2 separate regions of the Xenopus laevis genome follow, and region 2 is linked to region 1. A link is a contact called in public Hi-C data. All regions are on one chromosome and are shown on one strand. The core of a region is the stretch at or near the end of the contact, and the rest is flanking DNA. Distances in the headings are between cores, read along the strand shown. Region 1 overlaps LOC108712628 (vascular endothelial growth factor receptor 3). Region 2 overlaps rnf130.S (E3 ubiquitin-protein ligase RNF130).

The links. Hi-C and Micro-C count contacts between places; a contact is called where the count stands out from the background.
Region 2: a contact with region 1 is called in a Hi-C map of the XL177 cell line, with 5 times the contacts expected there. The contact joins two enhancer-like sites. A contact is called at or near these places in 3 of 4 Hi-C or Micro-C datasets (the XL177 cell line, the XTC cell line and animal cap).

What each region holds. Positions count from the first base shown.
Region 1 is chr3S:14,640,671-14,646,299 of Xenopus_laevis_v10.1, reverse strand. LOC108712628 (vascular endothelial growth factor receptor 3) reads right to left here. Exons shown (of 30, transcript XM_018254935.2): 30 at 5,157-5,629. Among protein-coding and RNA genes, the nearest start is that of rnf130.S, 14 kb to the left of the region's middle. Within about 2 kb of position 2,264, at least 1 of the 7 cell types and tissues checked has an H3K27ac peak or open chromatin away from gene starts, as enhancers often do.
Region 2 is chr3S:14,794,775-14,800,403 of Xenopus_laevis_v10.1, reverse strand. It overlaps rnf130.S (E3 ubiquitin-protein ligase RNF130), which reads right to left. Exons shown (of 8, transcript XM_018254938.2): 8 at 2,913-4,759. The coding sequence ends at 4,650. Among protein-coding and RNA genes, the nearest start is that of LOC121402066, 44 kb to the left of the region's middle. Within about 2 kb of position 3,358, at least 1 of the 7 cell types and tissues checked has an H3K27ac peak or open chromatin away from gene starts, as enhancers often do.

The DNA.
Region 1 (5,629 bases), core at 1,015-3,514:
GTGTGGTACAACAGACCATTATGTTGCATAGTTATTTAAGGAGACAATACATATTCCAAAACTGATAGAAACACACAAGTAAACTTTACACAACAAAAAGAACTCTCTGGTGTATTTTTGGCTGAGACATGATTTTTTGTAGATCATTTACTATTCTGTACTATTCTGTCTGTCTTTATATGTATATGCCAATACAGTCTCTATCTATCTATCTGTCTGTCTGTCTGTCTGTCTATATATATCCCACTCTCTCCCCCCCACGCTATCTATCTCTATCAAATTTTGGATCGTAATTTATAGAGAGAAATAAAAAACGCCACTTGATGAATAAGCGATTCTTATTAGTGGCAGAAAATCTTGTGACTTGCAAATTATGGTGTATGCATCATGCAGCCATCAAGTTTTTTCCAGTAAATACATTAATAAATTGGCGGATTTATATCTAGCTTATTTTTGCACGTATTTTTGTATGTATAATTCATACGAGCCTTAATAAATGTCACATTTTGACAATCTCTCCTTACAACTGAGACTTTTAATCTGATTATCATTTTATAACAGTTCTTCGGTCTTTCTGTCTTTTATGAATATGCCTATTAAGGATTGATGATCAAAACTGCATTGCATTTCTAGATGGGGCCTTACTAGTGCTTTGTAAATAAGGAGAAAGACCCTCTTTAAACCTGAGATGACCTAAAACATGTACAATGAACAGAAGTCTCTGTGAAAACATAAATCTGGTTAAGTAGTGAAACTGTGGAAGTGGCGCTCCCTGTTCATTAAAGGGGTTCACCTTTAAAATAACTGTTAGTATGATTTTGACAGTGATATTCAGAGGCAATTCACAATTGGTTTTAATTTTTTATTATTTGCCATTTTTTATTATTTAGCTTTTTATTCAGCAGCTCTCCAGTTTGAATTTTTAACAGCTATCTGGTTGCTAGGGTCCAAATTACCCTACCAAACAGGTAGTGGTTTCAATGAGAAACAGGAGTATGAGTAGGAGAGACCTAAGTAGAAGAGTAGTATTAAATACCAATAACAACAACATTTAGTCTCTTAACCAGGGGTGCTTCGCCAATGAGGCGAGTTGAGGCTGTCGCCTCAGGCGGCAGCGCCCCACTAGGTACCAGGGGCAGAAAAAATTCTGCTCCTGGTACTTTAAGAGTGAATTTCTGGGGGAGGGGGGGCAGCAGCAACTGCTGCTGCCTCAGGCGGTGGAGGGGCTAGGATCGCCCCTGCTCTTAACAATACAGCCCATAACACAATAGTTTATGGGCTGCCGGGGGTCTACTCTGTGACCCCCATTTGAAAGCCAGGTCAGAAGGAAAAGTCAAATAAATTAAAATCTATGAAAACTGAAGGATGAACACAGTAGCAGTTCCATGTATAAATACCTCCAGAATTCATAGTAGGATGGCATAGGGGCAGTTCCATATATAAAGGCCCCCAGAATTCATAGCAGTATGGCACAGTGCAATTCCATGTATTATACACCCCAGAACCCATTGCAGGATGACAAAGGGGCAGTTCCATATATAAACAACCCCAGAATTCATAGTAGGATGGCACAGCACAAATCCATTTATAATACCCCCAGAACCCATAGCAAGATGGGAAAGCAGCAATTCCATGTATAAATACCCCCAGAATTCATAGTAGGATGGCACAGGGGCTTCCATGTATAAATACCCCCAGAAATCTTAGTAGGATGGCAATTCCATGTATAAATACCCCTAAAACCCATAGCAGGATGGCAAAGGGGCTATTCTATGTATAAATACCCCCCAGAACCCACAGCAAGATGGAAAGGGGCAATTCCATGTATAAATACCCCCCAGAACCCTTAGCAGGATGGCAAAGTGGCTATTCTATGTATACATACACCCCAGAACTCACAGCGGGATGGCAAGGGGCAATTCCATGTATAAATACCCACCAGGCCAGAACCCATAGCAGGAAAAGAGACAAGTAGATGAGCACATTGACTCACCCTCACCTAGATCCTAGTGGAAAGGTGGAATGCCTGACGGCTGGGCGGCGTCAAGGTGTGCGAGTGTGACAGGATTTGGTAAGTCAAGTCTCAAGTGCAGCAGGCACCGTGTGTGAAGCACACATCCCCTTGGGATGTGTGACAGTCGGGTACAACAAGCGCCGCAGATCAAGAGGATTTGGTAAGTCAAGTCTTACCAAGTCTGGCACAGGCCAGCGCGGCACTGTGTGTGACGCACCAAAGTGATACTCTGATGCACGGCTCCTCTTCCGGGCTCCCTCTCTGCAGACTGCGGCAGACGGGGCTTCCTTTCCTTCACTGGCCATTTCCACTGCACCGGTTTAGGGGGGTGGTTTGAAATGTAAGTCGATCGGCCGGGGTAGGGAGACAGCCCGGACACACACCAGCACCAACTGCCTATTTAAAAATAAAAAGTCAGCAGTGGGCCAAAATAAGTGGGCCCTGGGCAGATGGCCACTTTGCCCGTTTATTAAAGCGACCCTGGGTACCTGGTACTTACTAGCCAGTGCCTCCATCTAGTGGGATGGGGGTGGCCCCACTAGGAATACAGTAATAAAACACAGACAGTTTTTGTTAAACTGAATAACTGTTTATCTAAAAGAAATGGCCAACTAATACAGGCAGCACTCCTAAACAGGTGGCAATAGGGCCTCACTGTCTGACTAAGCAGGCGCTAACTATCTGCCTAACTAAAGGAATTCAAAGTCCTTTAATGTATTCCCAACAACACAGTCTCTGAATCTTCAAACTCTCCTTTAGGATACTGTCCCTTTAAACAGAATACTCACTCCAAAAGTCTCTTTGGATGATTCACCCAGAGCCTTCAGGCGAGCCCTGCAGTGTGACTACCAGCCCCTTGGGATGTTCAGATGGAAATCTACTGCTGATGTTGGTTCCTCCAATCTGGATATCTTTCACACTTTCTATCACTCCAGGCACAGTATGTGGCGTCCCTGTGCCAGCCTGATCTGAATCTCTGCTTTTGGTGGGGCCTTCCAGCTCCTCTCTCTCTCTCTCTCTGTCCACCGTGTGATTCTTTCTGCCAGGCTTTTTACTTCTGCCAGGTTCTGCTACTTCCTCTTCCTGCCAGCCACTTACTAGCTGCTGTGTAATTTCCTGCAGCACTGAGATCTCTGTACAGCTGGTTGCTAGGTAACAGCTTACAGCACACAGGCTCTGTGCCTGCTCCCATACACGGATAAGTGAAAGGGTTTTGCACTACTTCCATACACTATATTTTAATTGGTTCCTGCTTCATGTCAAAATGTAAAATAAGAACTTACAATTTTTTTTAGATTTTTATAAATAATGGCTAATGGTACAATGGGATGCGCTCCCATCTGATCTTCTATGTCTTGACACTGGCAGGCGCTAAGAACATGAAAGTATGACTTTTCACACCGATATCCGCTGTGTGAAGGTCTGGACCGAGATTCAAAGGACAGCTAAACAGTGACTGTCTATATGGCATCCTACAGAAGCTCCTCTGCCATTTGGCAGATCCACAGATCTGGCTCCATGTGTCGGCACACAGGGCAATGCTGTGTCTGTCAGTTCAGGGACACAGAAGAGCAGATTGAAGGTCCTCAGCTTCTCTCGCCTGAGAAAACACAGGCAGAAAGAATAGCATTATTCTCATCTCACAGCATCTCCTTTCTTGACTACTGCTCTGTTGCAACTCCCAGGACATTGTTTAATTCAGTTATTGCTGCCTAATGAACAACAAACCACCACTTCCTTTCAGTATTTTAACACAAATTATTATACTTAGCTGTACCGACTCTGAAATGTTGTTCAGTTGAATAAAGTTTACCTTTAAAAAAATGCATTCAAGTCATTCTCATCATTCATCAGATTCATTGATGTCTTTTGCAGGTTGCTAGTGTCCAATAAGAGCTAAAAGAACTGCAGATAGACTAGACCAGTGATCCCCAACCAGTAGCTCGTGAGCAACATGTTGCTCTCCAACCCCTTGGATGTTGCTCCCAGTGGTCTCAAAGCAGGTGCTTATTTTTGAATTCCAGGCTTGGAGGCAAGTTTTAATTGCATAAAAACCAGGTGTACTGCCAAACAGAGTCTCAATGTAGGCTGACAATCCACATAGGGGCTAATAAATAGCCAATCACAGCACTTATTTGGCACCCCAAGAACATTTTTCATGCTAGTGTTGCTCCCCAACTCCTTTTACTTTTGAACGTTGCTCACGGGTTCTAAAGGTTGGGGAACCCTGGACTAGACTATATTACAGAACTGGATGAAAAACACAAGGGTTCCCTTAAATTGTTTTTAATACATGCCATAGTACTCACCATGATGAATAACATATCACTTGGAAGCTGAGCTGAGTTAAATTAATTATTTAGTCAATTAATATAGAATGAGGAGAGTACTTCAAAGTAGCAAAATGCTGTGATTTATTAAAGACTTCTACACAACATGTTTCGGGTCTTACATACCCTTTTCAAGTGTCAAGGGTTAAGGGTATGTAAGACCCGAAACATGCCGTGTACTCGTCTTTAATAAATCACAGAATTTTGCTACTTTGAGTGCTCTCCTCTTACTATATTAATTGACTAATTGAAGCTGGGATAGCGGTAGCCGAGACGACGATTTGATGCATTCACAGTGAATAGGCAGTGCGGAGAACTTTTTTGCTTAATTAAATTAATTATTATTGCAAACATACCATGTAAGGAGAAATACATGTGAATAAAAAGAATGAAACATATACAACAACTTAAAAAAAAATCCAAAAGAAAAATAAATGTTGTATACTCATATATATTTATATATATATAAAAGGTATCTATTTAACAGAACAAACGTTAGCATTGCAGATGTATAGCATTGCACCACATTCTCTTTTTTTGTGTTTATTGTTAACATCGTTTCCACATGGAAAAAAAATAGGATTGTTGAATTTATTACTTAATATATGGTCAGTGAGTGGTCAACACTTACACATAGCTTACTAGGCAACAGAAGAGGAAAGCTGAAAACAGTGTATTCCCTCTGCTGGGAAGCGTGTTGCAGCTGTGAAATATTTTTTTTTATCCATTGCTGGATAGTTACATAGTTACATAGTTAAATTGGGTTGAAAAAAGACAAAGTCAACCCCTCCAAATGAAAACCCAGCATCCATACACACACCACTCCCTACTTTTAATTAAATTCTATATACCCATACCTATACTAACTATAGAGCTTAGTATCACAATAGCCTTTGATATTATGTCTGTCCGAAAAATCAAGCCATTCTTAAAATGGATGTTGATCTTAATTAGTTGTTTAACCTTTTAAAGGAACAGTTCAGTGTAAAAAATAAAAACTGGGTAAATACACAGGCTGTGCAAATTAAAAAAAATTCTAATATAGTTAGTTAGCCAAAAATGTAATGTATAATGGCTGGAGTGACTGGATGTCTAACAGAACAAAACAGAACCCAACCTGCTTTTCTAAGTCAGTCAGCGACATGGGACATAACTGTTCCGTGAATTTGCAATTGATCCTCAGCATTCAGCTCAGATTCAAAAGCAACAGTTATGACACATGTGCCCTCCCCCTCAAGTAACCGAATCAGTGGAAACCAAGAAAGCTGAAAGCTGCATGTAGTGC
Region 2 (5,629 bases), core at 2,109-4,608, 150 kb before region 1:
ACATGTTTTGGGCCAGGCCCTGTATCAAGTTATTGATAACCCAGAAGCACTCCCAAGTACAAATTAGATAATAATGGTTTGCTAGTGAAGCAATAAAGACAAACTAGAGTAAGTTGCACAATTTAACATGTTTATTTTCCAGGATTGGCTTTATTTACCATTTTGCGCATATAAATTGAGGCTGGCATTTGCTCAGTTGAAAGCAGCAGTCCTATAGCCATCATCCCTAGAACAGGCCTGGTTTATACCCCGAAGTTACTAATGGAACGCTGACCACCTGACCCACTGCTTATTACATCACACACAAAGTCATATAGAAATTGGTATAATAAGGAGATTACTGCAGTTTAAATACTGCCCATGTAAACGTATAAAGTGCACCGCAGGGGCAAGCCGACGTTTGGCTTTTCAGAAGGACTATTTTGTGCCCACTAGCTCTAGTATATGACTCCATAGGAATGAGAGCATGGTACCATTCTTGTGTCATCTCCTTGTGCAAGTAGCTTTATCATTTAGCTGCCAAAAGATAAACCTTTGGAGCTACATGGCTCAGCATGCCCAGCTGCACTAAGAATAACCTCCCAGCATCCTTAATCAATCATTGCAAGGGTGTATGCTCTCTTCTAGTCTTAAAGGAGAAGGAAAGGCTTGGTACACTTGGGGGTGCCAAATGTTAGGCACCCCAAAGTGATTGTATTGACTTACCTGAAACCCCGGGCCGGTGCTCCTATCAGCAGAAAACTGCACAGGCCTTGGGTTATACTAGTGAGCACCACGGATCGATCCTCTTCCATCCTCTTCTTTCTTCACGTGGCTGTGCATGCGCAGTAGAACGAAAAGTTGAACTTTAACTAAAAAGTCGAAGTCGGCTATTTTGTTCAAGTCCACATGCGTTTGCCCCGGGAAATATTAAAAAAGAAGAAGACGGAAGAAGATCGATCCGTGGTGCTCACTGGAATAACCCGGGCCGGGGTTTCAGGTAAGTCAATACAATCACTTGGGGGTACCTAACATTTGGCACCCCTAAGTGCACCAAGCCTTTCCTTCTCCTTTAACAGGGCAGTTATACTGATGATGATGCACTGAATTTTACACAAATGTTGACCCTAAAAGGTTGTTCTACTTTGCGTTAACTTTCAGAATGATGTAGTGAGTGATATTCTGAGACAATTTGCAATTGATTTTCATTTTTTATTATTTGTGGTTTTTGAGTTAGCTTTTTATGCAGCTGCTCTCCAGTTTCCAATTACAGCAATCCGGTGGCTAGGATCCAAATTACCCTAGCTACCATACACTGACCTGAATAAGGGACTAGATTAGGGGAGGGCCTGAATAGAAAGATGAGTAATCAAAAGTAGCTATGGCAATAAATTTGTAGCTTTAGGGTCTGGCCACACTGGCAGATTCGGGAAGATTAGTTGCCAGGCAACAAATCTCCTCTTCTTAGCGGCTACTAATCTCCCCGATCTGCCTTCCACCGGCTAAAATGTAAATCGCCTGGGTGCAGGCACAAGGAGCGCTTCGTTTTCTGAAGTCACCCCAAGTTTCCTCGTGAGGCAAAACAAAGCACCCTGTGTGCCTGCCCCCAGGCGGTTTTCGTTTTACCCGGGGGAAGGCAGATCAGGGAGATAAGTCGCAGCAAAGAAGAGGAGATTTGTTGTCTGGTGACTTATCTCCCCGAATCTGCCCGTGTAGCCAGACCCTTACAGAGCACTTGTTAGATGGGGTTAGTGACCTTCATTTGAAAGAGTCAGAAGAAGAAGGCAAAGTTATCATTGGAAAGTCCCCAAATTTTAGGTCATTCACTCTATATGCCATGGTTGCGTCATGCTCTATATCCATTTCAAACCATTCATACTTTCTCATAAGCACCACCTCAGAACATTTCAGTAGGTAACTGTAAGTACACTACTACAGTTACCTACTGAACACTACACTCTATAGGTGGCACAGAACAAATAAACCTACTTTTATGTGAAATCACCAGAACACCGCACCATCACCATCATTGGATGGAATAAGTCTGCTGGAGATTGCATGTTCCCAACTTGAGCATTGTAGATTGCCTTCTAATTGCAAGAAATATATTATTAGTATACAGGGCAGCCATCAGGGGGGGAAAGGGGGGAGAGTTGTACGGGGCCCCGAGGGTAAGGGGGGCCCGGCCACGCCACACTTACTTGATTAGCCGGGCCCCCCATCTTTCTGAGAGCTGCTGACTTCGGGAAGGCATGGACGTTTAAGGGGCCCTGGCCACCAATTTTCTTATAATGTGGGGGGGGGGGCCTGGCTACCAATTTTGGCCACCAATTTTTTTTTGTTTTTTACTGTGTGGAGGGGAGGGCTGACCTGTAGGTGGGGCTTGCAGTGGGCATAGCCCAGGGGGCCCAGGAAATTTTGTCATATGGGGCCCTGCGATTTCTCATGGTGGTCCTGTTTGTATAACACTGATGTGTCTTGTGTGCCCAGAGCTTAGTACTTGACATTATTATACCCATCTTAATAAGGTGCAACAATATCCTAAAAGGAAACTATACCAGCACAGTTCATGATTTTTCATTACCCAAAGCCACAGTATTGTGTCAAAGCAAGTATTGTACCCAAGAAACTTTCCTTCTCTGCATATTTCTATTCTGACAGATACATAGAGCAAGTCTAAAGGTGGCCATAGACGCACAGATAATATCGTACAAAACAAATTTTCATACAATATTCGGTGCGTGAATGGTGGGAAAGGAGCCAACCGATATTCAAGTCTTCTGCCAATATCGGTCAGCTCTTTTCCCGACTCGTCGATCAGGCTGGACGGAAAATTTTGATTGGGTGCCTTTGATTGCACCCAAACATCGGCCATTGTTAGTGCTGAATCGTCAGATACAGGTAGAATTCTATTCTTTCTAGCTGTATATCTACCTGTATATCTGACGATTCAGCTCTACACGTGTGTATTAAAAGGAACATCTTTCTTGGAAAGATCTTTTCCAAAAAATATCGTTATTGTTATGTCTATGGCCGCCTTAATCTATTGATCACAAGATAGTGTCTTTCTCCAAAGGTCTTTGCAGAATTCCATAGCTTCATGTCAGTTGCATGTTAACATACACAAACAGAATGTTTCGTGGAGAAATCGTGGACTGGCTTATATAATAGTATTAAATATAATCACTACTATAACGAGGCTATGGTTTCCCTTTAAGTAAAAACATACTGTTAAAATGACAGGGTACTTGGTTAAAAGTGTTCAATGAATTTCCATTTATTGCAGTTCCCAAGTCCCTTCAAAGGAGGACTGCTGCTTAACTGGCAGGTAATTGCTGAATAACAAGGTTAGTAATGGTCGTCCTTGCTACTTGGAAAAGGTCCCCTCCCACCTCACTCCACCGTGAGCTCTCCAGTCGTGGAGCAATGCTGTAAATGATTACACACTTACCCAAGTCATTTGTAACCAAGCATCTCTCAGCTGAGAAACACCGTCCAGCATTTACTGATGCCTGCATCTTTTTCACACTGGTAACCTATTTTACGGTTACGATGAGCTGTGAAAATATCACCTTTTCAGGAACCACAGCGAAACATGGTTATTACAACAGCTTCTAGATTTGTTCCTTGGACACAGCCATGTTGTGTAGCCTAGGCCTTAAAACATAGCTCTTGTTACTGAATGGCAGGCGAATACAAATGTCTTACAGCTCCTGTGTACAATGCGTCGCTGTATTATCTTGGGAAAAGAATATCAGTATTGTAAGTGACAACACAGATCTAGCATTGCACTGGCCAGAAATGGTTTTATGGTCCTCTTAGCATGATCCTTCCATCCTATTAAAAAATAGGCCAAACTATAAAGATGCAGTCAACCAGTGCCATCAGCTCCGTAGACTAAAAAAAACAAAAAAAAACAAACTCTTGTTGTATCCACCAGTATCCACTTGATTGCACTTATATCCATACTGCATGGAAAGAACAAATAAAGGTGTTAATTATGCAGTTCACAAAATACAGTAGAAAGGAAATTTTGATTCGCCATTGTGTTTTAGCCTGGTGTCTGCTCATTCCACCAAAGCCATTATTATTAATACTGCACTGAAAAAAAAAAGATGCAATGAATGTCACACACCCCATAGAGTGCAAACAACAATAACTGCCAGGCTATTGGGTTCCTGATGAACCTTTGGTCGTTTCATAACTCAAATCCCCAAAAAGCTTGTTATTGGTGTTCCAATTCCAACTATTAGAGATGCAAAATGTCAAAGTACGTGAGGAATTACAGAGTGAATATTTATAGTTCTCGTCCGGTGTTTGCAGCTCTGCCGTGATAAATAAATGCCGATATAAATGTTATAGCAGATCCCAGAAGTGATTCTGTCACAATTTCTCTCGAGCTCAAGTTGCTGATAACTGATTAAAAAAAAAAAACACTAGATGTTTGTGCTTTTCCATGCACAAAGTTCATCATGATCTAGTGCTCTCTTTTGAAGCTGCTTCCCAAATCACTGGTGGGAGAGGACAGGGCACTGTGCTTTTGACTTTGGGCTCATCACTTCAGACAGAGGACACACAACAGGACAGTTGGTGATTTGGTAACGCAGGATGGGGATAAGAGAAGACAATTATGGTGGGGCATCTGACAGAAGAACAGATGAAGGAACAGCTCAAGTTTTGTTCTCGTCGTAAATGTCAAGCGAAGGTTCAATAGTGGACAACTCTGTCTCGTAGCCCAGGCTCCGGGGGGATAGTGAGTTACGGTGAAAGAAGAGACTACCTGGAAAATTCACAAAACAATAAATTAGTTCACTTTAGTTTATTCATTTCAAAAATAGACACAGAGCACAACATAGGTCTAAAAAAAAGCATCTGTTGCCTGAACAAGAACAGGCGCAAGCAGTTCAAGACACATGTGGGTTTCTCTTTTTTAACAAGAACTCAAACCACTGTACAGTAGAGGCCGGCTGTGGTCTGTTGGACCACGGGATGAATTATCAGTCACAGCCTTATATGTCACGGACCAATAACATCTGGGATATCATTGTTTCATTAGGTTAGCTAATGTGGTAAGTAGTACAAAGCCGACAGCCCAGGAACCAGGAATTTTTGAAGGCAGCCATCTGAGGGCAAAGGCATCTTACCCCAGTTCTCCTGTTCCTGTTTGTGTAGCTGCATATTCCCCTGAAAGCAGATGCTTCTGAAGCCGCCCCCAATTTACACAACATGATTGGCAAAGAAGGTGCTGAGACTTGGGATCAAAGCACATCTCCAACCACCTCCCATTGCTCCAAGCCAGGGATCCCCGACCTTTTGAAGCCGTGAGCAACATTCAGAAGTAAAAGGAGTTGGGGAGCAACACTAGCATGAAAAATGTTCTTGGGGTGCCAAATAAGTGCTGTGATTGGCCATTTAGTAGCCCCTATGTGGACTGTCAACCAGGGCTGATCCTATCAAATGTGGGGCCCAATTGGGACCATGTTGGCGGGGCCCCTAGACAAAGTGTTGCTGGCTACTGACACACCAAGTATTTAGGAAAATAAGGGCATACAGGCACAAAATAGAAAGGAAAGGGGCAGACAAGGTAAGAGAGTGAGAGGGATGAAATAAGGGCACATAATAGGGGCACACAGGGTAAGAGAGAGAGGGA